Regions from separate parts of the Mus musculus genome. Here all the other regions are linked to region 1. A link is a contact called in public ChIA-PET and HiChIP or PLAC-seq data. All regions are on one chromosome and are shown on one strand. The core of a region is the stretch at or near the end of the contact, and the rest is flanking DNA. Distances in the headings are between cores, read along the strand shown.

The links. ChIA-PET counts read pairs in DNA pulled down with a chosen protein or histone mark. HiChIP or PLAC-seq counts read pairs in DNA pulled down with a chosen protein or histone mark.
Region 2: a contact with region 1 is called in a FOXA1 HiChIP or PLAC-seq map of pancreatic cancer cells. The contact joins the promoter of Iqank1 here to the promoter of Arhgap39 in region 1. A contact is called at or near these places in 1 of 39 promoter capture datasets (liver) and 1 of 115 datasets of contacts at active chromatin or transcription factors (pancreatic cancer cells).
Region 3: a contact with region 1 is called in an RNA polymerase II ChIA-PET map of memory CD8 T cells, with 7 read pairs. The contact joins the promoter of Scrib here to the promoter of Arhgap39 in region 1. A contact is called at or near these places in 1 of 39 promoter capture datasets (pre-B cells) and 1 of 115 datasets of contacts at active chromatin or transcription factors (memory CD8 T cells).
Region 4: an H3K4me3 HiChIP or PLAC-seq map of embryonic forebrain shows a contact between it and region 1, with 5 times the contacts expected there. The contact joins the enhancer-like site here to the promoter of Arhgap39 in region 1. A contact is called at or near these places in 1 of 39 promoter capture datasets (the 3T3-L1 cell line), 3 of 484 Hi-C or Micro-C datasets (the N1E-115 cell line, embryonic stem cells and palatal mesenchyme), 4 of 115 datasets of contacts at active chromatin or transcription factors (embryonic forebrain, neural tube, pancreatic cancer cells and 1 more) and 1 of 9 other capture datasets (embryonic stem cells).

What each region holds. Positions count from the first base shown.
Region 1 is chr15:76,815,491-76,821,831 of GRCm38.p6, forward strand. Arhgap39 (Rho GTPase activating protein 39) reads right to left here and starts at 2,676. Exons shown (of 12, transcript NM_001168288.2): 1 at 2,502-2,676.
Region 2 is chr15:76,006,983-76,013,323 of GRCm38.p6, forward strand. Iqank1 (IQ motif and ankyrin repeat containing 1) reads left to right here and starts at 2,887. Exons shown (of 14, transcript NM_001370920.1): 1 at 2,887-2,963; 2 at 4,354-4,442. The coding sequence starts at 4,358. Fam83h (family with sequence similarity 83, member H) reads right to left here and starts at 2,516. Exons shown (of 5, transcript NM_001168253.1): 1 at 2,392-2,516.
Region 3 is chr15:76,066,916-76,073,256 of GRCm38.p6, forward strand. Scrib (scribbled planar cell polarity) reads right to left here and starts at 2,869. Exons shown (of 36, transcript NM_001310543.1): 1 at 2,314-2,869; 2 at 746-863; 3 at 562-640; 4 at 375-464; 5 at 230-286; 6 at 79-142. The coding sequence starts at 2,472. Puf60 (poly-U binding splicing factor 60) reads right to left here. Exons shown (of 12, transcript NM_028364.2): 6 at 5,492-5,653; 7 at 5,318-5,410; 8 at 4,825-5,038; 9 at 4,551-4,741; 10 at 4,267-4,402; 11 at 3,834-4,069; 12 at 3,267-3,712. The coding sequence ends at 3,413.
Region 4 is chr15:77,364,927-77,371,267 of GRCm38.p6, forward strand. It overlaps Gm3787 (predicted gene 3787), which reads right to left. Exons shown (of 3, transcript NR_168297.1): 2 at 5,246-5,540; 3 at 4,567-4,684. Among named protein-coding and RNA genes, the nearest start is that of Gm41353, 8.0 kb to the right of the region's middle. Within about 2 kb of position 2,770, at least 195 of the 459 cell types and tissues checked have an H3K27ac peak or open chromatin away from gene starts, as enhancers often do. A contact at or near this core is called in the N1E-115 cell line, embryonic forebrain, embryonic stem cells and 3 more, where this site is marked.

The sequences.
Region 1 (6,341 bases), core at 1,426-3,925:
TTTGTTTAAAGACATGGTCTCATATAACTTAAGTGGTTCATATAACTCAGCTTGGCCTCAATTCTTCTTTCTCCTCCCAAGTGCTGGACACCATATCCTTAGGAACAAACAAACAAACAAAACATTCTCACCTTCACTGCCACAAGTCTCAAGACCTCACTTAACTTTTCTATCAGAGTACGAATGCTATTTTACCATTTTCCAGAGTAATTCTGAGATAAAGAGGGAAACGTAATGACTAGATTAACTGTTTCCTTGAAAAACACAGCAATCCCCCTCACTTTGGTTTAAAGTCTATCTGAACTTCTTCCGGTAATTTACCAAGGCCCGCTACCATACAGGTAAAACCTGGCTCTCATTTTGTTACTTACGTCTTCAGTGTCAAAGTTTATCCTTAATAAGGTTACCTTTCTTAATTCAAAGGTAACACTGTGCAGTACAACACTGTAGGCCTGGCTCTCACTGCCCAGGGCCTGCATGCCCCCTTCCCTCTGGCAACACCAAGCTCACGTCTCCCGGTCAGCACTGTGGCAATCTGTGTGCTGCACGAGAGGTTTCCTTACCAAAGAGACTTTTAAAGCAACTCTATGCAATTAATTTATCTAAGTGTATAAAATTGTTCTTTTTTTCTTTAGAAAGATTTGCTTCCAACCAGCTAGATGTGTGTGTCAGTGCGTATGGGCACTTTGATATGAGAGATAACTCCTAAAATTTATCTTCTGACCTCTACTCGACAGAGCTGGCACAAACATAAAATGAAAATAATTAAACACACACACACACTAGCCCATACACACAAAATGAAAATAATTACATGTATGCACACACACATACATACTTGCACACACACAAGTACTTTGTGCCAAGCATGGCAATGCATGCCAGACAAGATCATGAGTTTGAAACCTACCTGAGCACATAGCAAAATTCAGACGAAATTACAATTTTAACACACACACACACTTAGTTTATGCACTTTGTAACACACAGTCCAACCTATACCTAACCCTGACAGCTTGCAATTTCGTAGCAAGAACAATTCCTAACACTCAAAACTTCCCAGGTGTGAAAAATTTTACAAGTCTTAAGTCACAGAGTCCTCACAACAGCATTCTGAGACCAATACTATTAGTGTACCCATTTTACAGCCAAGAAACCAAAGGCAGAGAGACCTTACCTAATACCACAAAGCCAGTAAAGGAGGAGTCATGACTCAAGGGCGGTCAGTCTGGCTCCAGAACCAGCACTCATTTTCACTCTGCTCCAGACTCTTACAAGACAGCTGATTAGACCACGAGCTGGAAGGAGTCACATCTCTCTATTCCCTCCTAGGCACTCAGAATCCCTTGAAGACTGGCTTTCCGGACTATCCAGTCACACCTCTCCTTCTAATTCCCTTCCCCCCACGTTCGTTGTAAAAAGGGGAGCAGGGACAAAACCACCTGCTGTTTACAGACTGCGCCCAGGACGCAGTGCTCAATTGCCCTCCCTAGCTCCCAAAGACAAACGTCCGTATTGTCTGCACCACGGGAGGAACTGAAGCCTTGCAACTGTACGTTTTTCTGCAGAGGTCACTGGAGGCCTGGCCAACCCGAACAACACTGAAGGGGGAGGGGGTCCAGCCGCATTTTTGCGGCTGAAGGTTGCGTAGCGCCCACAGCAGCTGCGGTGAGCAGCAGCATGGAACACACCCACAGCTGCCGCGCCCGAAGCGGGCAGCACGTTTTAAAATAAAGACAGCCTGCCTGGCCCGGGATGCACAGCCTGCCGGCTCGCAGCCCCCACCCACCCCACGCCTGCCAAACAGCAGGCGCCCAGGGAGTTCCAAGTCTGAAAGGCCGGGGAGAGGACCACCCGAGCCTGCCGCAGAGGCCCTGCCGCGAAGCCAGGGCGCACCACGCGCAAGCAAGCCACGACCCGACCCAGAGACGCCCACCGACTGCCGGGCATCGCGGACAAAGCCTAGCCCGCAAGATCCTCGTTCGGCAAGCACTATCTCTCACCACCCCCAAACGGACCGGAGCCCAGTGCACAGAAAGGGCACAAGCACACCACCGGCTCTGGGCCTGGACACAGAACGCACGCACACCTGTCCTCGGGCTGACTACACACACCTGTCTGCAGGCCGGGCACCCTCACATCTCACACCCACCATCAGGTCCACCCCAACCCCAACCACCTCAAGCAAAGGGCTCGCACACAACTATCTTGGCCAGGGACACACACGCACTCACGCCCATCCAAAGGCCGGGCACGCGTGCAGACCATGGCACCCTCACACCCACCACCCTCGGGCCCCTGCTCTTACGCAAACCCGCCTTCACACTCCCTGGCCCTTGGCCGCGGCGTCCTCCTGCGGACCCTCCCCTACCGGGTCACCTGGGGCCCCGATTTCTAGCACGACTGGACTGGGGGGCCTCCGCCTGGGCCAGGCCGTGGGGCCGCAGCGAGGCCTCTCCGCCATCTTCCCGGCCCGCGCCGCCCACCTCCCGCGCTCTCACCAGCCGGCCCTGCGCCCGGAGCGCCGCCACTGCCCCTCATCACCGACCGCACGCTGCGCCCCAGCTCCCGGCGGCTCCCGGCCGCCGTCGCCGCCGCAGCCAGCGCTTCACGTCCTGGGTCTCCGCCGCTGGTCCAGTGCGCTGCGGCCGCGCGTCCCCCGTCACCAAGCGCAACCCCCCGCCTCCGACTCCGCCCCCGCGAGGATGGTGGCGCCGCCAGGGGGCGCCGCCCGCGAGGCTGCAATGCGCCTGCGCCACCGCGCAGCCCCTCGGGAGCTCCGAGGGAGCCTTGCCTCTGTCGGAGGCCCCGCCCCCGATGCCGCGCTAGCCGGCCGTTCCGCTCTCACCTGTACCCGCCCACTTCTGGAGGTCTGGGTCACCTCAGGTGTGTCCTAACGTGGGTGTGGCGTGACTCTATTAGTTCTAGCCCTGCTGGGGTTCCTAAGCTTGAGATATACCTCTTCCTTGACTCTGGAAAGGTAGCTATTGTCTAAAATACTCTGCGTATTCCATGTTTGTAACTTCCCTTTATTATTTTCCTCCTTTTATTTCCTTGACTATTCTCGTAGTAACTCAGGCACAGCTTTAAATGTGCTCTCTTTTCTATTTTTTTTTTTTTTTTTGTAATGTGTATTGTGTGTGAAGCATGTGCACGCACGTGCCAACAGTGTCCGTGTGGAAATCGGAGGACAACTCCTTTCACCATGGGTTCTAATGACGGAACTCGCATCATCAGGCTTGCACAGAGAGCACCTCTACCCACTCCATGGCCCTTTTAACTTCTTATTAATTTTTTTTAAGAGAGAGAATTTCAGATGGCCCAGGCTGACCTTCAACTTCCCTATGTAGCGAAGGATGACTTTGAAACTCTAATCCCGTCTTCATCTCTCTTGTGCGAGGATTACAGGCACCATATCCGGTTTACACAGCTGAGGAGGTGAAACCCATTCTAGGAAAGCCCTTTACCTACTGAGCTACATCCTCAGCTGCCATTTGGGTTTTTTGTATTTGACGAGCTCTTGCTCTGTGTACCCGGGCTGGCCTCAAACTTAAAATCCGTCTTTAACACATTACAAGTGCGTTTGTCACCCTCCCAGACTTCGGAATATTCAGTGTTGTTGTTGTTGTTTTTGTTTGTTCATGTTTTCGTTTTTTGAGACAGGTTTCTCTGTGTAGCCCCGGCTGTCCTGTAACTCGATCAGTAGACCAGACTAGCCTCAAACTCAGAGCTATCTACCTGCCTCACTTTGCTAGTGCTGAAATTAAAGACGTGGGCCATTACTGCCCGACACCAGTTCTTTACTTTAAAAAGAAAAACACACACACACACACACAAAAAAAAAACCAAACTTTTTTTTTACCTTGGCTTGACAATTAAGAGTAAATACTGCTCTTCCTGAGGATTCAAGTTCAATTCCCAGCATCCATGTCAGGTGACTCAAAACCACCTATAATGCCTGACAGAGGTGGCACATGCCTTTAATCCCAGCACTTGGGAGGCAGAGGCAGGCGGATTTCTGAGTTCAAGGCCAGCCTGGTCTACAGAGTGAGTTCCAGGATAGCCAAGGCTATACAGAGAAACCCTGTCTCAAAAAACCAAAAAACAAACAAACAAACAAAACAAAACAAAACACCTATAACTCCAGCTCCATGAGATCAATAGTATTCATGTGTACACACACACACACACATTTTTTAAAATGGTGAAAATGAGCCTTCAGAATATTTTGCTTATTTAGTTTGTATGTCTGTAGGGCTGCATGTGTCAAGACCTCTGTAGAGATGTCAGAAGACAAACTCTAAAGGAGTCATTTCTCTTCGGCTATTGAGTCCCGAGGATGGAACTTGGGCCATCAAGCTAGTGGCAGGTCATCTCCAGCTCATGTCTTCATTTCTCTGTGTCGTATTTAAATTCCACTTGCAGACAAATAAAATGGCCCAAAGCTCTTCCAGGACTGCACACAGCGTTCCATCTGTATCCAGACCAAGAGAGCTCAGAGCCTTCCACACCCCGCAGTGCTGCAGACCCAAGCCCTGGGGATCTCCACTGTGCTCACACTTAGCACGTCCTTGCTGAGTCATCCTGGGCTCTGCTCTTAGGTATGGATGAGGGCTCCTGCTCTGTCTCCAGCCCCCTCAGCAATGCGGCTGGAAACAGACGTTCTAAATGCTGCAGAAAGGAACGCACAAGCAGCAAGGCTATTTATCTTTGCAAAAATGAAATTAACCGGGCTAGCAAGTCCTCGAGGGCCAGAAGCTCACTTCGAGTGTATCCTAAGGCAGGTGGTGACTGTGTCTTTTTTCCTATTGCCTGGGGTCACCTCATAGTCTTTTCCTGATTCAGCCTGATTCAGTTTAAAAAGATTCAGCTTGGAGTAAATGAAAGGGAGAGGGTGAGGTGTCAGCTGCTGCAGATCACGTTTGGGAACTGGAGGAGGGCAGGGCCTTTGTGGAAAGAAAAGCTTTACCAGGTAGAGGAAAGTAAAAGGTTTGAATTTCTTTACACAAAAGTTTTAGAGGGTGTGAGATATACAGAATATTGGCCTTTGGTGACGAATTTTTTTCCTTGTTCACCCACCTGAAGTAAGCTGACTTGGATGAAGGAAGACCGTCTCCTCCCTGCGGCTGAAGAAACATTACCAACATGGCTGACTGGATTCCTTTTGAGTGTTTTTTGTTTGTTTCAATATTTTTGAGATGTTTGTTATGTTTTATGTGCTTGCCTGAACGAGTGTCTGTCCCTGTACCACACATGCAGTGCCTGTGGAGGCCCAGAAGAGGTCATCAGACACCCTAGGATTGGAGTTGCAGACGGTTGTCAGCTGCCCTGTGGGTGCTAGGAACTGAACCCAGGTCCTCTAGAGGAACAGTAAGTGCTCTTAACTGCTGAGCCATCTCTCCAGCAATGCCCACCGCTAACCCCTGCTGCCTCTCCCCCCCCCCCCCACTTCTTTTTAAGATTTATTTATTATTATATGTAAGTACACTGTAGCTGTCTTTAGACACACCAGAAGAGGGCATCAGATCTCATTACGGATGGTTTGTGAGCCACCATGTGGTTGCTGGGAATTGAACTCAGGACCTTCGGAAGAACAGTCAGTGCTCTTAACCACTGAGCCACCTCTCCAGCCCCTGTCTCTTCCCTTTTGAACCTTTGGTCACAAACTTAGAATGAGTGCTGCTCACTCTCAAGCAGTCTTGTGTTTCTCTTCAGAAGGCTTTCAAAGATGGTGGCCATTCCATAACTTCTCAGAGCCCTTTAGTTAGGCCTCCTATTGGAAACCAAAAGTCTCCCTCCCATTACCAAACTACAGGACTGCACACACCCATCTCTGGCCTCCCACTTTCCCTGCCTGTGGAAAGTTTGCAGGCTGTTCTGCTCATTCTGAAGGTTGGACTAGAGGTCTGGACTTCTTTCTGTCCCTTGCATTATTAATATGGCCATTTCTATTGAACAGTTTTCAAGAACACTCAGATACATGCTAACATTGTTCTTTTTTGTTTCTTTCTGTATTTTATGTGCATGGGTGTTTTGCCAACAATATTTGTGTACTATGTTTGTGCCTGGTGCCTGTGGAGGTCAGAAAAGGGTGTCAGATCCCCCAAGGGATGGAGTGGGATGGCTGCGAGGAACCTAACATGAGTCCTCTGGAAGAATAACCAGTGCTCTTTAAAGGCCGACTACTTGGGCTGGTGAGATGGCTCAGCAGGTAAGAGCACTGACTGCTCTTCCAAAGATCCTGAGTTCAAATCCCAGCAACCACATGATGGCTCATAACCACCCACAATGAGATCTGATGCCCTCTTCTGGTGCTGTCTGAAGGCAGCTACAGTGTACTT
Region 2 (6,341 bases), core at 1,637-4,136, 810 kb before region 1:
TTCCCCCCCCCCCCCTTTTGCTCTAGCCTGTGTCCTTCACTGCACAGAGCTGGGAGGGGTGGCAAGACATCATACCTGGCCCAAGGTGAGCACAGTGGAGTGCAGATTGACTCATCCAGGGATGATGGCCTTAAGCCCCACCCACACCTCTTTCCTCAGTCCACACCTGCATCTGCCCACAGTCCCTTCACTGATCTCCCTGTCCTGACTCCTCAACCTTCGACCTCTCTGAAAATCTTCACCCTTGCTTCCGTCTCACCTCAGCTAAAACCTCCCTGGGCCACAGTTCCTTGGGAACTCACAGTTCCCTGTAGGGTCTCTTCTTTATACCCTCCCAGACTCACTCACCCATCCTGATGGCAACAGAGCCATTGCCAATACCCAAGGCCCCGGATCTCCACCCTCTCCCTAATACACTAAGAATGAAGGAAGACTTTGCTACAAGCCTCGTCCCAAGTTCTCTGTCAGCGTCCCCCATCACAGGTGCCTCAGGATCACTGTTCTCTAGTGGCTGGTGTGTGTGTGTGTGTGCACACACACGTGCGTGCATGTGCGCTCATGAGAGAGCATGACTCCTGTGCCTTGGAAGCCAGATGTCACGGGCTAGCCCAGGTCCAGCCTGGTCTGAGTTCACTGGCAAGTATGTGCCCGAGAAACCGTTCATGTCCACATCAGGAGGTCCCTGGGCCATGAGTGCGAGTAGCAGAAGCTTGTGGTTGAAGAAGGCATTAGAAGTGACAACCAAACGCCTGCAAACCTGGTGGCCTCTGGCCTGGAAGTTGCCTTAGGGCAGGCTCATACCATTCCCCACTGCTCCACAGGTTTGAAATGGCTTGGGACTCTTGCCCTGCCTAGCACACAGGTTCCTGGATGATAGTCCAAACTAGGGAAGTATTTCTGCCCAGGAGGAGGAGTGCCTTGAGGAGTGGGCCAGCGATGCTGACAGGATGGCAGCTCTGGTATTAGGGGATACTTGTTCAATGACGTTGGGGGTCCAGCGGGACTCTGCTGTGTATGACCCAGGGAGCTACAGTGTCTGCCACCCCTAGGGGCATGGCGTAACACATTAGCAAGTCCAAGTGTGACAGAGATTGGAGGTGGGGACACTCCTATGTCTACTGGCCCTAAGAAGAGTGCTCCGACTTCCCTCTGGGGCATTGCCCTGACCTAAGGCTGTTGCTTTTCCTTCCTGTCTGCAATGTGAGGCGTGGCACACTGTTCTGGGGAGATGGAAGCAGAGCACCTGGGGTCTGATGCGGGCCTGTCTGCTTGGACAGGTCTCAGACTGGAGCCAGCTCTCCTAGGCAGCATTCCCACACTACCTGGGGATCCTAGCATGCTCACGCTGAGGGGACACTTCCTTGTATAAGACTGAGAACTGATACTGTCTAGCCAGTGGTGAGAACCCTCAGAGACACATGGGTTGGGAAGTGGCCTTAGTCCTGAGCGGCCACTGTGGTACCTGACCTCACAGAAGTCACACACGACCTTAAATGCCCTTACAATCATTCACTGGTACACATCGCCCCTTGACGATAGACGGGGCGGTGACCACTCCTATCAGCGATGAATCCAACAGCCTGCTCACTGACATCTGCCTATCCAAGTGGGGCCCTGCTTAAGGAAGGAGCCTATCCCACCCAAACCAGTGACTCAGCAGGAATTTTTTGTTCCTGACCTCCTACCTGAAGCTAGCCCCAGGCCCTTCACCACAAGTAGGGCAAGAAAATGACCCTTTCCTCTCCTGTCTGGCAGGAGGTAGTAGTGTTCCTGGGTCTGGAAGGGGGATCCATGGTTGAGGACCTTAGGCTACTACACAAAGAGGATGACAGGATGATTGTGATCAAGAAGGATTGGGGTTGTGGGGGACAAGAAGAACCTAGGAAGACCGGAAGTCGATGAATTATACAGCTTTCAGGTTAGGCACTGCAAGGCCCAAAGGTGTTACTGTACCCCAGGAAGTTAGCGGCTACCCAGGCCAGGTATCTTATCTGCCGATCCAGTCCAGGGATATGAGATCAGGAGTTAGGAGAGTCCAGTTTTCCCTGCCTTCCACACAAGGACCCAGCCCTAGACACCCCGGTTCATGGCGGCTCGGGGAGAGGCTCCGGGAAAGGTACAGGTCATGTCCTGACAATACCTAGGCCGCCAGAGCGAATCGCACTGTTCAGTCTCCTACTTGCCAGCGTGACCCTGGAAAATCCCTCACCCAGTGCCCCGGAGCGCAGTCTCCCTGTCTCCCACCCAGTCCCAAAGCACGCGCTCACTGCACCGCCCGGCCCAGGTCCAGAGACCAGACCCAGGTGGCACCGCGCGGAGGCCCGAGCCTCCCGTCCCGTGTGCCTCGCCCCGCCGTGCTGTGCCCGGCCCGCTCCGGGGCGGGAGCCCTACCTGGCCAGGTGAGCGGGGTTTCGGCACAGGGGCAGCAGGAGCCCACCGCCGCCCAGCGGCCTCGCGGTCCCGTCCGTCCGACAGCCACTCCCCGCCGCGGCCCGCCCGCCCGTTCGGCCTGATTCACGCGCCCGCCCCCGCCCCGCCCGCGCTCTGCCTCCTGCCTGTCCGGGCAGCACCTGGGCGGGGCGGCCCCACCCCGACGCGCCCGCATTCCTGCGCCCTCCGCGCCCCGGACCCCGGCCGCGATCCCGGGTTCCCAGTGTGGCTTCACTGGCGCCCCCAGCCCACACCCCAACCCCGACCCCTGAGCGCTCTGGTGGAGCCCCAGAGCTGCGCTCCGGACCCTGGCCAGCGCCGCTCCGGATTTCTAGAGCCTCGTCTTTCCGGACACTGAAGCCCCTTGAACCTATTTGAAAACCGATCGCTCAAAGCCCCTACTGCCGACCCCTGACCCTCGCCCCGGAAGTTGGGGTAACTCGGAAGTTCCGGCTTAGTCGCTAGGAAACTGGCCAGCTCGACGCGAGGGGCGGAGCTTCTGGCCTCTGTGTTGCGAGAGGCAGGTGAGGCAGGTGAGGTCTCAGACGGGGGGGGGGGGGGGGGGTGTTTGGGTACCCATCTCACTCAAGTGACCGCCCTACCGTTCGCAGACACACCTCTAGTTTCCCCAGTCCACTCCCCGCAGGCTCATCTTCGCGCATGAGACCGACAGCATAGGAACTCCACGGACCTCCCCACTCATTTGCCCAACCATAAAGGTTCCTGCGCACTCACCCGTACCCATGGGACCCCTCAGGCACAAGGGAATCTGGAGTGATCCGCCAGCAGAAGCCCCTCTGCCACACAGAATCCCGCAAACCAATCGTACCCCCCAAGTCCCCATCTCACATGAGGATCACTCTCTAAACTGCTCCAACAGTGTCGGTCCTGGCACCCACTGATCCTTTCCTGTGCAAACCAACTGAAGACACAAAGGTCCCGTCTTAATACATGCACATTAAAAGAGGCTGCACCCAAGATGCTGCAAGTACTGGATCCTCTACAGACAGGGAACCTCATGGTTGTATCGACCCCAACACATCACCCGTACACCTAAGGACTTAGTTCCTCCTAGAGCCCTAATCTACCCAGCCCTCCCTCCAACCCACTCCTCTACGCATGCCGTGCCCTGAACTCAGTCACATGTCCAAGCCAGCTTCCTACCTACCACTTCTCCTGTCCTAGATTCTCAGTGTCTGCCACCTGCCTGAACATTGTCCGTAAGACAGCTTACTTTCAGTCACTTTCTGGTCCTACTTTTAGGATAACATTTCATTAACTCCATCCCCAAATGCACTCTGGAGCCCTGCGGCCCCAGCCTAGTGGGTACATAAGTGTATGGAGTCAGCGATTGCACTACCCGCTTTCCTATTCATTGGCCCTGTGAGGGGTTCTAGGGCACTGGAAGACCCTACTAAAACAGGAGCGGAAAGTTCTTCCAAGAGGAGTGAATGGGGGGCCTGCCTTGTATACTAGGGAGAAGGGCATTGCTTCCAGAACCAGACAGCAGAGATTCCCAAGGCCAAGAAGGAAGAGGGTTTGCGGGTGGGGAGGGGCTGTGTTCAGCAGACCCACGTTGGCAGTAGTTGAAAGCAAGTCCGCAGAGCTCAGGCTGTTGAGCTTCTAGCCCAGCGATTTAGAGGATGGTGTTAGAACACAGAAGGACAGGCAGATCCAGAATTGTAGAGGACGGGGGTACCAGCATAAAGGGACACATCCTCTTGCTAGGTATCCTTCCTCGAGCTACTGGGCACATCCTTAGACCACCAGGGGCGGGCAGGTGGACCAAGAAGCTGGCTGGGGGACATGCTGGAGGTCTATGCTCCTGCTGCATGTTCATCCAGGGCCGGGGCAGTATTCCCACTGCCTTGTTCGCTGCCCTCCTGAATGTACCATCCCTGGACTTTTCCTTCCCACCCCCAGGAGAATGAGCACTAAGAAGGGGGGGCCCAAAGCTGCATCAGGGAAGGGGCAGGCGCTCCTCCCTGGGTCCAAGCTTCGAGCTACTGCTGGTGAGTGCCCCCTCTGACCTCCAGGGCACTACCCCAACACTGACCACGAGACCACTAGGCACACAGAAACCCTTTCTCTCCAAGTGGTTTCCAAGAGATCTTTCAGTTGGGCGTGGAATGATAGATTTGTGACTCAAAGCTCAGATGTCCACTGCACCCCGAACTTCTAGAGCTGGAGAAGGGGTGTGGGTACAGTGCTCAGGAGGGTACAGTGTTAGGGTAAGGAGGAGATTGGAGGGGCAGATAGCTTAAAAAAAATATCGAAGCAGGTCGTTGGTGACGCACACTGCCACCAGCACTCAGGAGGCAGAGGCAGGCGGATCTCTGAGTCTGAGGCCAGCCTGGTCTACAGAGTGAGTTCCAGGACAGCCAGGGTTACACAGAGAAACCCTGTCTGGAAACGACAACAACAGCAACAAAGCAATATTGAGAAAAAGCAGGCCTTGATTCTGAGTTGGGAATCTTCATGCTAAGTGGTTGTCTATTCACCATCCCACAGTCCTGCCTTCCCCTTCAGACTGTTTGTCTGTAAGCACCTCCAGGAAGGATGAAGGGTTACAGCCAGCCTGGGCTGGCTCCTGCAGAGCATCAGAAAAAGGTCTCCCTCGCCCCTGTGCCTACCCTCCTGCAGCCTTTATCGCCCCTCTGCTCTGAGTCCCATTCATTCTGCCACAGCTGTGAACATCTTCCCAGACTGTCTCTTGCACCGAGCTTGCCTGGAGTCTGTACCCGCTGTCAGGGGACCCACCCCAGACCCACACGCAGCCCCACATCTTAGATTCCCTGGGGCTGACAGGCAGTGGTGACTCCACACTACGCTGAGGTGAGATCCTAGTTGCCCAAAATAGCCCCAGCTGCGTCTGAGGCCAGTCTTCCTCCTGGAATGAGGATAATGGGTACCAGCATTGCGTTCTGCCTCTGTGATCTCAAGCCCTGGGCACCAAGCTGCAGTAAACACGGGGCAGGGCGGGTGGACCAGACGGAGAAGTTGTCCAGGATGCTTGGGGTAGGGACTGTTTCTTGGTTCTGATGTTGTCTATCAGCTGTGCACCCGGCCCTCCCCCCCAACACACACCCTACCGCCCTGGACCACTCCTGTAGCTACTTATCCTGGTCCCCTGACACCTCCATCCCCAAGCAAGTTCCCTCCCTCAATGACCTTGCCTACCAAGCATTGGGTGGTCTGGGCAGGCTTGCTGTCCTTCACCCAGGCAACATCCTATGTAGTGAGCACTAGCCCCTCTTGGTGGACAGGCCCACAGACGTTCTACAGCCAACCTGGCTTCCCATCCTTCACACACCTATAAGATGCTTGAGTGTCCACTGTACTGTCACTGCCCGAGCCCCTGCCCCATACCCCTCTAGGCCTTACCTGGCCTTGAGTTTGCAGTGCCTCGAGGCCCTCACTCCGGAGCTGCTCCAGGGCCACAGCCAGCTGCAGCCCCTCCATGTGCACCCAGGCCTGCTCCTCCTGCAGCTGCTGCAGCCACAGCTGCTCCTCCTGCAGCTGCTGCAGCCACAGCTGCTCCTCCTGCCACAGCTGCATCTGCAGCTGGACCTGCCGCCTCCGATCCTCCAGCAGCAGCTGCTCCTGGGCTAGGCACAGCTGGACTTCGTGGAGTCTCAGCAATTCAGGGCCCAGGGCTGGCATGGGGGCCCCAGCTCCACAGCCCTCCATGTGCTCAGGGGCCAGCACCAGCTCGGATCCCAAAGCAATGTCCTGAACTGGCCTCCAGGCTGCCTGTAGCTGCTCTGGCCTGGTGGCCCTGGAGTGTCCCTGAGGAGCCGGCTGAGTGCTGGTCACGTGCTCTGTCGGGGCCACCCCCACCTGGTCCTGAGGGCCCCCTGTGTTGGGGGGCGGGGGCTCAGCCTCAGGGCCCTGCTGCCCAGCTGCCCGCT
Region 3 (6,341 bases), core at 1,619-4,118, 750 kb before region 1:
GGAGAAAGCAGTGTGACACCCAGGAGCAGCAGCTGCCCCACAGCACACCCTTGCTTCCCCAGGCAGCCCTCACTGCACCAGCACTTCCAGGTCGTTGCCTCCCAGATCCAGCTGTTCCAGCTTCACCAGGAAAGACAGGGACCTGTACAGAAGACAACATCTGCATGTGGCCACTCAGGCCACGCCCCAGGGTAGCTCTACCTCTGCTGGGTGGAGGCCCCAAACTTACGCAGGGAGAGATTTAAGCAGGTTCTCCCGGAGTTCCAGGGTCACCAGATTGGCCAGGCTGAAAGAGACCAAGGACCAGGGCTGAGGAAGGCAGAACCAAGACAAGCACTGCCTATACCCAGATCCACTCATCAAGGGGCACTCACTTGCCCACATCTCCAGGCAGTGCCTGCAGGGACACGTCATTCAGGGCCAGGTGAGCCAGGCTGCGTAGCTGTGTGAAGCCATCCGGAAGTCTGGAGAAACAAAGCAACACAGGCCTCAGATACGCATGGAAGAGCTCTAGACCCTGCCGTGGCCAAGAGCCAACCCGCACTGTGGGCTAACACTTACCTAGACAGGGGGTTCCCACTGAAGTCTGCAATCTCCAGAGCCTTACAGAACTTTATGCTCTCAGGTATCTCAGGAATATCTGTGTTTGGAGAGGGTGCCGTGAGGATGGCACGCCTCAGGAGCTCCCAGGAGCCCCTATGCTCCCCCCTATGTTCACGGAGTGCCACCCGCCCTCCCCCCCTACCGTTCCGGGACACATCTAGCTCCACCAGCTGCATGAAGTTGGCCACTTCAGGAGGCAGCCGCTGGATCTCGTTGTCACTGAGGCCCAACTTTCTCAAGTTCAACAGTCGGAAGAAGGGCTGTGGGCAGAAGATGTGATCAGGGGAACAGGCTCTATAGCCAAAGCCCTATGGGTATGGGAGAGTTTCCAAACCAGGAGGATCATGGCCACAGGGTCCTGGACCTCTTTGTATCCCAGGTCACACAAGGTTCTGCGGCTCTAGCCATGATACCCAGTGTGCTGAAAAACCAGACAAAGAAGCCTGCAAAACACACCCCTGCCCACCTGATGCCTGGTCTCCCTTGTGTCATTTGTCACATGTACCACTGCTGTTCTGCAATGATACTCTGCAACTGCTGAGGGGGACTCTCCTAAGATACTGTCAGACCTACGCTCTCATTTCTCGGTGGAAAGCCCACCTCTCACTATTACCCAGATGTCACCCAGATAACATGCCCCAGGCAAGACATCAGCAGCTCCCAAATGGATAGCCCCTGCCCTCTGCCCTATGGGTCAGTCACTCTCAGTATCCTACCTACTATCCAAACTACCTCTTCTAAAGGAGTTTGGAGCTCTTCAGGAACCCCAACAATGAACAGCAAGAGCTTAACAAAGAGAGAACAACAATAAAAACACCAGAGAGCACTGGGGTGGGTTGTGGGTGGTGCACATCTTTAGTACCCACAGAGGCAGGTGGATCTCTGAGTTCTAGGACAGCCAGAATGAATTCCAGGATAACCAGGGTTACGAAGGGGAAACCCTGTCTCAAGAAACAGAACAAAAAAAAAAAAGCAATAACAACAACAGGCACCAGAGAGAAACACAAGTGCAAAATGTCCAAGATTCACACACGGATACCATAAAGGTCTATGAAGAACACCCGCAACGCCACCAGCCGGCAAGAATATCAGACCACTGAGTCCCCTATCTCAGAAAAGTAAGTCCTACATAACCTGCCTCCTTTGGCCTTCCTTCTAGTGTGGCCTCAGAACAACAACAACAAAAAAAACCCCAAACAAACCCGACAGGAAGGAACACAGACAGTGAAAGGTGGGCTCTCCGCTGAGCGATGACAGAATAGATCTGACACTGCAAGTATCTTAGGAGAGTCCCACTCAGCACTGCAAACCTCTCCTCCCAAAACGAAGGCAGAACACAGTGCAAGAAAACCAACTTCCTACCCTTAAAGTAGCCCAACTAGCTTTAACAGTTGCTAACCCGGGTCGGTCTCGCACCCTGGACCCATCCTCCTCCTGTGCTCTCATGGGCTTCTCTGTTGGCTCCCCTTTTAGGTTCAGTATCTACTTAGTCCCCAGACAGGTTGCCACCAGGTGCCAACACCGGCGGCTGGAGGAGGGTGGGGCTGGCTGGGGCGGGGCTCTGACCAGTAGGAACCTGCAGGGCCGGCTGGAGGTTGCGGTGCCCAGCTCGGGCAGCGCCTGCTGAGATCTCGCTCCAGCCGGCTGCCCCAGAAGTCATACACCACCCCGAGAACTGAGCGCGGGGCAGCAGGTGCGGCGGCCGCTCACCTTAGGTAGCTCGCGCAGCTGGTTGGCGTCGAGGAGCAGCTCCTCGAGGCTACGACTGTAGCGGTAAATCTCCTCTGGCACAACCTGCAGCGAGCAGTGCCGCTTATCCACCGACTCCACGTGCCGGTTACAACGCCAGAGCGGGATGCACTTCAGCATGATGCGGGCGGGCAGTGAGCGCGGGCTCGGGAGGCGCTCGGCGGGCTCGGGCCGGGGGGCGGGGCTCGGCCCGCATGAGCGCCGAGCGCGGGCGGAGCGGCGCGCGCGGGGGTGGGGCGGGCAGCCGGGTCCCGGACTGTGGCCGGGGTCGGCGCTCGGCTCGGCCCGCGTTCAATACGAGCTGTAGGCTCCGACGGCGGCACACAGCTGGCAGCACGGCCTGACCCGGCAGCGCTTTCTTAGGCGCTGGGGGCGCGGCGGCGGCTCCGCATCCCGCCCGGCCTGCTCACCTAGCAGCTCATCCGCCCGCAGCACCGCAGCCGGAACCGCCGCCGCTGCCCGCGACAACCGCCCAGCCGCGCAGCCCGCCGGGAAGCCTAGGCCCGCCCTCTCTGCTCAAAACTACAGCTCCCAAAGGGCCACGCGGCGTGGCGTCTCCGACGACCCGTAGCGGTCTCGCGCGGGGCATGTCGGGATTTCCGGCCTCGCTCTGGCGTAACCCATACTAGCAGGTGTAACAACTCAGATGCCCGCCCGCCCACAAAATGCTCTCTTGGTCCTGGATCCTACAGATCTCAGGGCCAGACAGCTCTCAGAGCTATCCACGTGAGCAAGGCTGCAAGCCAGCACTCCCCACAAAGGAAGATAAAGCAAGGCCTGTCCACCCCGGTCCCTCCTGTTCACCCCTGCACAGCAGGCTGAACGCCCTCCTTGTCCCTGGTGCCTTGGAACCCTGATAAGACATTCCACACACAACCAGCTTGGGTCACAGGACCAATTTCAGACACAGGGACTTCAGGGCCAGTGGTATCTGCATCTTTATGTACACTACAGGGTGGGTTGGGCAGAGTGCCTGGTCCCAGGGACACACCACGGTTAACACTTTACAAAACCCAAAGGAAGGAAGGGGCAAGTGCAAGTCCAGGAAATGAGGCCAAAGTCACGCGGAGAGGTCGCTGTTATCAAAACGCTCCTGGTCATACACTTCAGCCACCACCTTGCGACCACCAAACCAGCGCCCATTGAGGGCCTGGATGGCCTTGTGAGTCTCTGAGGCCATGGAGAATTCCACAAAAATCTTGACGATGATTTCTGCATCTTCCTCTTCGCCCTGTTTTTCTTGATAGATAATGACCCGGTTCACAGCACCAAATTTGCCACACTCCTCTGTCACCTCTCCCTCCAGGTCGTCATCGATGTCCTTGGGGTCCACCATGTTTCGGAGAACCATCACTGTAGACTGTAGGAAAGACAATTGACTGCTGTGACTGTGGGAAAGACACCTGAATGCTGCGACCTATCACCCACTACTTCACATTCATACCGCCGAGAGCGGGCCTGGCACGAGCCCACCTACTTACCTCCTGTTTTCTGAGTAGCTTTTGCATGACCATGTGGCGAGCACTGCTGCCCGAGATGCTCATGTGCTCCTGCTCACTCAACATCTCTGGCCGTTCTGACTCAGGAAACAGCTCCTCCTCTTCCTTCTCCTTCTTGGGCTCCAACAGACCCAACGTTGGCGGGCTGGCGAGAATGGGGTTCACTACTCCCACAGAGGGGATGGTGACCGGAATAGGAGGGCGGGCTGGTGTCACACCTGCAGCAAAACCAACCGAGTTTAATAGCCACACATACACTCTCCTGTTTGGGAAAGAGTAAAGAGATGGTTGGCGATAGCCAGCCTGTCCTGGATTCAAGGGATTACACCGAAGTAAGTATGGGTTGGGAAGCTGAAGACAGACCCTAGAGGAGAGGGGAAAGGAATGGAAGAGAACCTGATCAACTCAGACTCACCTGTGATGACTCCAGGGGCCTGGGCAGCCATGACAGCCTGGGGTAGGGCCCCTAAGGGCTGGGCCAGTGTCAGTGCTGGGGACACTAGTCCTGGTGTGGCTAAAGTACCCAGCACTGCTGCTCCAGCCACTGCTTCCTGCAACCAAAAGACAAGCAGAGTCAGTTTCTAGTCTGTTCTCACAGTCAGTTCTTTGTTCCCACCCAAACCATCTAAGAGCCAGTTCCCAAAGGCTGAGTGGGTCTGTCCACCCACTGTCCACACTCATCACTGCACCAGCTCTCACCTGAGCTGTAATCTTGGCCGTGGCTGCAGCTGCGGCCACAGCAGCAGCAGGCGGGAGACCTCCAGGCGTGGCAGGTGTTAGCAGGGGCATGGGGGGTGTGACGGCCTTGCCCACCCTCAAGTACTGGCCACCCAGATCAAAGAGGTTCATGGAGGACACAGCATCCTGGGACGACTGGGCCTTCTCATATTCTGCAGGGCAGGATGAGCAGTGAGAAAAGCCAGCCCCAGTAAGAGGCGGGCTCCCTCTTCTCCTTGGCCCTTCCCAAACTCACCGATAAAACCATAGCCCTTGTGCTTGCCAGTTGTGGGGTCCCGGGCCAGCGTACAAGACTTGATCTTGCCAAAGGCTTCAAATACACTCTTGATGTCATCATCAGACAGGTCTTGATGTACAGAGGCCACATATATTCGGTTGAAAGCCCTAGCTTCCTCAGCCAGCTGATCTATGATGGGTTGGGCTTGTCCAATGTTGCTGGGTCTTCCCACCTGAAGAAGGTCAAGAAGAAACATCAGCCTAGGCCTGTGGTGACTGCTTGTATGTATGTAACTTCACGGAACAATTATTCTAGGTCCAAGACCAAACTTTTTTTCTTTTTTTGGTTTTTCAAGACAGGGTTTCTCTGTCTAGCCCTGGCTGTCCTGGAACTCACTTGTAGACCAGGCTGGCCTCAAACTCAGAAATCCGCCTGCCTCTGCCTCCCAAGTGCTGAGATTAAAGGCGTGTGCCACCACTGCCCGGCTAAGACCAAACTTTCTTGTCCTTACCTTGATGTTCCTGCCCCCAAGCATCACAGAGTTCATCTGCTCCAAAGCGAGCTGCGCAGCTTCTGGGACCTCGTACTCCACGAAGGCAAAGCCCTGAATACAGGAAGGTGTTAGAAGGCAAGGAAAGCAGACAGAGGGCAAGCTAGAGCCCCAGGGTAGCTCTCATCTGCTTACCTTATGCTTCATGGTAACGGAGTCCCAGGACATATCAATGCTCTTGATGGGGCCAAAGGGAGCAAAGGCCTGGCGAATAGTGTCTTCTCCCAGCTCATAGTAGATGGAGCCCACATAGACCCGGCACATGATAGCCAGTGCCCGCTGCCGTTGAGCTGCCATCTGCAGCAGGACAGAAGGAGAGAGCCACTGGCTTGTCAGGAAAGTGGGAGACTCAGCAACCCTCTCCCATCCTGGCCCACCCGCCCAGCTCTGCCGTGGGAAGGACTCCCCACGCAGCAGTGAGGTGCAGGCTGGGCCCTTGCAGCCAGGGTTTAGGGGTCAGCAGGACCCCACCCCAAGGAAGGCCAGGCCCAACGGCAGGACATGGAAGTACCCAGCCCGCCCAGGTCCCAGACAGACTTTGGCAGCAGAGCTGACGGGTGGTCAGAAGGCAAGGCTGAATGACCTGTAATCCAGCCCACTTCTGTAGTCTGGAGGCCAGGTACCTGGGCTGGGCTGGGAGATCCTCCCACTAGTCCAGCCAAGTATTGGGACAGAAGAGGGAAGGAGGAGCTGTCCAAGCCAGACACACCTACTGGCATGGAGGCCAGAAGAGAGGGTGGCAGAAGACAGGGCAGCCACTGCCCAGAAGAGATCCCAGGGAAGGAATTTGGGAGCCCAGAAAGGGGCTCTCTGGAGAGAACAAGGAGCAAGTGCTCATGCAGGGAGACACAGGTGAGGACTCAGTGTGCTCTATACTTCCCCCATCCCAACACCTCCCACAAAAAAGAGCTGCTGGGAGCACATGACTGTAGCCACAAGAGCTGGCCCAGGGAAGAGCATCACAAGGCAGCAGAGAACCCAATGA
Region 4 (6,341 bases), core at 1,520-4,019, 550 kb after region 1:
TTTTGGTCCCATCCCTGCATCCCCCTGATCCTAAAATTAGGGAGGTTCCTTATTTTACTTATCTCCCCGAGTCTCCCCATACTCTAGAACTAACTCTTCTGAAAGCTCCGCCCTGATCTGCCCAGGTCTTACCTGTTCTCCTGTGGTTGTTATGGTAGCTCTGTCATCTTTAGAAAGTGCCGCTTGCTCCCATGGCTTGCTCAGCCTGCTTTTTTATAGAACCCAGGACCACTTGCCTAGTGGTGGCACAAACGACAGTGACCAGGTCCCTGCCATATTAGTCATTAATGGTGAAAATTCCCCAGTGGCTTGCCTCCAACCGCCACCATCACCACCACCTCCTCCACCACCACTACCAAAAACCCAAACCAACCCCCGCCCCCAATCCAATCTAAACAAACAAAAAAACCCAGAACACCCAGCAATTTCCACTGCTAACAGCAGAAAGCCCTCAACCTCATACCTGAGTGGCCCCTCATTCTCAAACACAGTCAGAAGATTTTGAAATTATTTATGTATTTATTTTTTAACCAGCGTACTAGTAATAGGTTCCCTTTTGGCATTTCCAAACATGATTTGTTTTTACTAAGGTCCCCCCTCTCCCCATACCCCTACCTTGTTCTTGTACCCTTCCACCTTGGGAGTCTCTTTCCTGTTTTAATGTCACATGCATTCTATTACCCCCACCCGGAGAAAATATACTCCCCCTCATGGTACCCTTTCTAGTTTCAAGCCCTATGCTCTCATTCGTATCTATAAATGCACACACATGTATATAGCTATGCATGGACACACGTGTACTTGTGTTAATAGCTAGGATCTGCCTATGAGAGACATCATGTGGTATTTGTCTTTCTGAGGCTGAATTACCTCACTTATTATAATAATTTCCAGATCCATCCATTTTCCTGGAAATGTAAAAATAGAACCATCCTATGACCCAGATATTCCACTCCCGGGCATGTACCCAGAGGGCTCCACACCCTGCCGCAGGGACACTTGCACGGATCAGGCTTATTGCTGCTCTTCTTATAGAAGTCAGGAAATGGAAGCAAATCTGGATGCTCCTGCAGCAGCAGAGGTCTCACAGAACAGAAAAGGCAGGGAGGGAGAGACAGTTGTTACACTTACTAACCTCGGGAAGCCTGAGTAACAGTCGTATCTTTCCCAGCACGGAGAGCTGAACAGAGCAGTCTCTTTCCAGCAGCCTCAAACCTTTGCCTTGTCTCAATATCCACAGCTACAGCCCCCACATGAATGCTGGTGTCCCCACATTGTCCCGTGGTCCTATTGCCTGGTCTGTGTGTGTGTGTTTGTGTGTGCATGTCTTCTCAGCACACAAGTTACTCCAATGCAGGCAAGGAGGCTCTGAATACAGCTGTGCTCCCCAAATTCTGCCCTGCACCCCTCCTGTGTCTTGGGCTTCTTGTGGCAATCAACAGGCACAGAGGATGAAGTGAGCTCAGATTGACCAGTGTTAGGAAACTTCATCTGGGACTGTCTGTAATCCCACTACTGTGGAGGTTGAAGCAGGAGGATTATGAACTCAAGACTAGTCTGGGCTACAGAATGAGTTCAAGACCAGCTTGGGCAATTTAGTCCGTCTTAAAATAGAGATGGGCATGGGCATGGGGAATGGTGGGGGGGAGAGAGAGAGAGAGAGAGGGAGGGAGGGAGAGAGAGAGAGAGAGAGAGAGAGAGAGAGAGAGAGAGAGAGAAAGACTGAAGACAGTTTAGTGAATTCCTGTCTCCAGCCCAGTGCAGAAACCCTTTGGTGTTTGATCCTGCCGCAGACACTGGCCTTGGAGCTTGGGGAGGCTCTCCCTGTGTCTCCCGGTAGCAGTATCGTTGGCTCCAAGAAGCCATGTGGTAACCAGTTTAAACATTCGGCCAGCTCCTCCTCCACCCGCCTTCTGCCAGATGCTAATGGAAAACTGAACCAGGCATCTAGGGGTGGGGGTGGGGTGGAAGCCGGGAGGAATTGGGAAGAACGAGCCAAGAAGCTTGAAGTCCTTGACACAGAAGAGGAAGGCTTTGACTGATGTGTGAGAGCGTTAGGAGGAGGCCACAGCTCCAGAGCTCAGACGCCTTGCCTGGACAGTGAATGCAGCCACCCAGCTGGCCCAGAGGCGGGCAGTTCCCGTCCTGTGGGAGGACGTGACAAAGTCAGTACCAGAGGGAGCAATGTCGGATTTCTCAACTAGTACACTGGAATGAGGAGGAAGCCCTCCGAAAGGCTCAGGTTTATGCCTGCCTGCTCAACTCATCTTTCTAATACGTCTACTGCGTCTCCTAGCCATGGGCCATGGCTCTAAGACCCCTTACGGGTAACCGAATCTCTCCCTAGCAAACAAGAAAACCAACAAGGAAATCCTCAGAGGGAGAAGGCTGTGGAGCGAAGGCCCGGAGGGAGGCTCAGCCCTGCCGCGCAGATTCCTGGTCCCTCTGGGGACCGGCTTCATCCAAAGCATCTTTTAAAAAGTGTGTGGGCGCCCTCGTGTGGACGTTCTGTTAATACTACAAGCTTGCTTTCTAGCTCTTTTTTTGTTTTTGTTTTTGTTTTTGTTTTTGTTTTTTTGTTTTTTTTTTGAGACAGGGCTTTTCTGTGTGGCGCTGGCTGTCCTGGAACTCAACTCGAGACCAGGCTGGCCTCGAACTCAGAAATTCCCCTGCCTCTGCCTCCCTCAGCCTCCCAAGTGCTGGGATCAAAGGCGTGCGCCACCACCGCCCGGCCTCTAGTTCATTTTATTCCAGCTCAAAACTGTGATTTCCAAGCTTGGTAAGCAGAACCTTTCCGGGGGGTGGGGCCTAGCTGGCAGAGGCAAGTCACCTGGGTGGACCTTTGGAGGCAGAAGTGCCATTGGCACTAGGCAAGTGTGTGGTGCACAGATATATATCTAGGCAAAACACCCATGCATATAAAATGAAATTAAGTAGAAAAGCCAGGCATGATGATGCATGCCTACAATCCTGCACTCAGGAGGCAGAGGCAGAAGCAGAGGCAGGCAGAGCTCTGTGGGTTCGAGGCCAGCCTGGTCTACATAGTGCGTTCCAGGACAGCCAGGGGTGTTAGACAGAAACCCTGTCTCAAACCAAACCAAACCAAACCAACCAACCAACCAACCAAACAAACAAAAAACAAAAAAAAGAAGAAATTAAAAATTTTTTCAATAGGGAGGGATATCTGAGGGAATTTGTTGAATTCCACCCAAATCTGAACAAAAAAAAAATCTAAGGGCTCTTTGGATGTGTAGCCTTTGCTAGAGGAAATACTACTCAAGGAACATATGGGCCTAGGCTCTTTTCGTGCAGCCAGACGACTAAGACTGGAAAGGAAACCAGTGCTCCTCCCACTAACCAGGAGGAAAAAAAATGCAGACTAGAAAGGCCAGAGACGCCAGAGAAGCACTGTTGGAGCGCCCCCGTGTGGACACGACGTGCGTGAGCGGCATCCAAGGTTGATCAACAAGGGAAGGGCATACTGTGGTTGTGGCTGGCCTCAGCTGACAGTGTTTGCTCCGGCAGCCGTGGCTCTGACTGCTGAGAACGGGCCCTGCAGCTGGCAACCAAAGGCAGGCCATCTCCCCGTGACTCCAAAAGCCACACAGACTTTGTATGAATTGGAAAGGGAATGGGGAGAAAATGAGATGGAGCAAGAACGAGGAAGAAAAACGGCAAGAGGAAGAAGCAGGCAAAGAAGAAACGAAGGGGGTGGGGGTTGGGAAGAGGAGAAAATGCCTTGAGGGAGTTGGTTCCTAGGGACTTCTGCCACTTCTGTTCTTGCCTGGGCAAAGAATAAATGAATAAGCAGGAACCCCGCTGAATAGGATGAGGGCAGGTCCACTTAAGGGTCAGGAATCAGATAGCAGGGATCAGGGATCAGGACCGGAGAAGGACTATGAAGGGAGCTTGGACAAGGATGCTTGTGGTCTGTCTATCTTGGTCCCGCTACAGCTGACCTTTGCCCACACCTGAGCACAGGCCCTCCAAGCAAAGTCAATCCTCTGCTTAGCGACAGGTAAAGAACGCACCTGTGTTCACTCCAGCCAGACGTGCGTGAACACCACCCTCTGTCCCAGCGGGGCCTGAGGTGACAGAATCTGAAAGAAATGCCTGGGTGGAGGGGCAGCGACTGTACAGGAAGAACAGGAAGGACTTGCTGCCCGACACCCCACAGGAACTCATGTGCCCAGGGGAGCCAGTCAAAGGCAGCATAGGCTCAGTGAGCCAGTGCAGGGGTCCAGGTTGGTTGCAGCCATCTTGAGTCACAACCGGCAGGGGCATCTGTGAGAAATCTTTCCCTGCATGGCTCCCCTGTCCTTAGAGTGACATGTGGACCTTTAAAACAAGACCCTAGTGCTGTCAGAGTTAGAGACGCGGCCCGTATCCTTGGTGTCAGCTGAGGCAAGCGGACACGTTTGTCACCATTTTCCTGCTTGGCATACAAAATCTTCCCCGTGACCCATGTGGCAGGCCTTCAGACCTCCTGCTTCCCTTGGCCACACAATGGCCATAGCTTCTGTATGAGTTATCTTTCTATTGCCAGGATAAAACACCATGACCAAGACCATTTATATGAGACTTTATTTGGGCTTGTGGATCCAGAGTTTGTCATGTCTGGGAAGCCTGGCAGCATGCAGCAGGCTTGGTGGCTGAAGTGGAAGCCGAGGGCTCACATCCTGAGCTACAAGTATGAAGGAAGCAAAGAGTGAACTAGAAGTTAAACGAGTCTTTACATTATTTTTTTTTAAAAGAACACTTTTAAAAATATTTATTTATTTATTTATTTATTTATTAACTATATGTAAGTACACTGTAGTTGTCTTCAGACACACCAGAATGAGCCACCATGTGGTTGCTGGGATTTGAACTCAGGACCTTTGGAAGAGCAGTCAGTGCTCTTAACCGCTGAGCAGTGCTCTTACATGCTGAGCCATCGCACCAGCCCCCCTCCCCCCTTTTTTTTTCTTTGCTACGAGGTGTGTTTTATCTTCATCAATCACACAAATAATTTTCTATAATATCCCAGGGCAAACCGGTGAAATTTGGCAGTCCAATTTGTGGAGGGGTCCCCTTCAGAGACCCGCGGGCCAGTGGCATTCAGCTCTGAGTGCCCGGGTTCACAGTACAGCTTGTGTCCATCTTGCAGGTGGCTCTTCCTCCACATCACGAGGGAGTCTTGGAGATGACGGGGCGGGGCGGGGCAATCTTCCTAGGCTTTTTAGGAGATTTCACTCGTCCTTACCTGTTCGATGGTCTCTTTGGTCGGCAGGGTGTTATTCTCCTGCGTCTCGGTTTTCTTCAGCTTGGCCTTATCGAAGCTGGCGATTTCCCGCATGTCTGCCTTGTCTGCCATTTTCTTACAACACGTGGATTCTCTTTCCGAGCTCGCGCTTGCGTTGCTGCAGTGAGAGACCGAGTCCTTACATTCTTAAAGCCCACCTCCAATGACACGGTTCCTTCAACATGGCCATTTTAAGTCTCACTGTTGGCTATGGACACCACTCCAGAGGTGGGCAAAGCCTTTCCTGTTGTACTCCCTGTGTAAACAGTAAATGTCATATACTTTGTAAACTTTATAAACCCTCAAGACAGGAAAGTGGCCAGGCCTCTGCCTGAGGGGCCGGAGCAGCCGGTAACCTCCCCCATATCTCCCTAACTGTTGTAACAGGTTTCCAGCCTCTTTAACGGTCACAGAGAACACCTCTAGTCCCTTAACAGGACGCTCTCTAGATTATGCTAATTTTAGGTGGAACTGCTGAACAGGAAAACCCACCAATCCCTGAGATCATTCAAGCTCAGGTCTTGAAAACCCACCAATCCTCACCCTGGAAATCTCCGCTCGTAGAAAGCTCCACCCACTAAGGGATCCTATATAAACGCTGTGTCTGCTCAGCTCCCTGCTGTCTGCTCCCTGGAGCAGAGGTAGCCACCCCTAGATTTATCCCTCCGCACCCTGGATCCTCCCTCTAAATCTCTTTTATGAGATTTGCTGCCTGCTCCTGAGCTCTTGAGCTCAGCCGGGGATACCCTCCTCAGGGGCTGCAAATGCTCTGCGGAGGAGGCTTCCTCTCAGAGCTGTGTGGTTCCTGGGCCCCCATGTCTCAGGATGCTTTTCCGTTGGGATACCATCCTCCCTCAGAGCTGTCCTGAGATTCCGAGATTCCGAGTCCCAGGACACCTTCCCACCCCAGCAGGAAGGCCAGCGTTTTGGTTCCGTGACCCAGATAGGCTCTCCGGGTGCTTGTGCTCCCCTCGTGGTCTGAGCAGCACTAGGACCCTATCCTTCTTCTCCAGTTGGCCTGTAGCAGACTCACTTCAGGCTCAACCCATGCACCAGC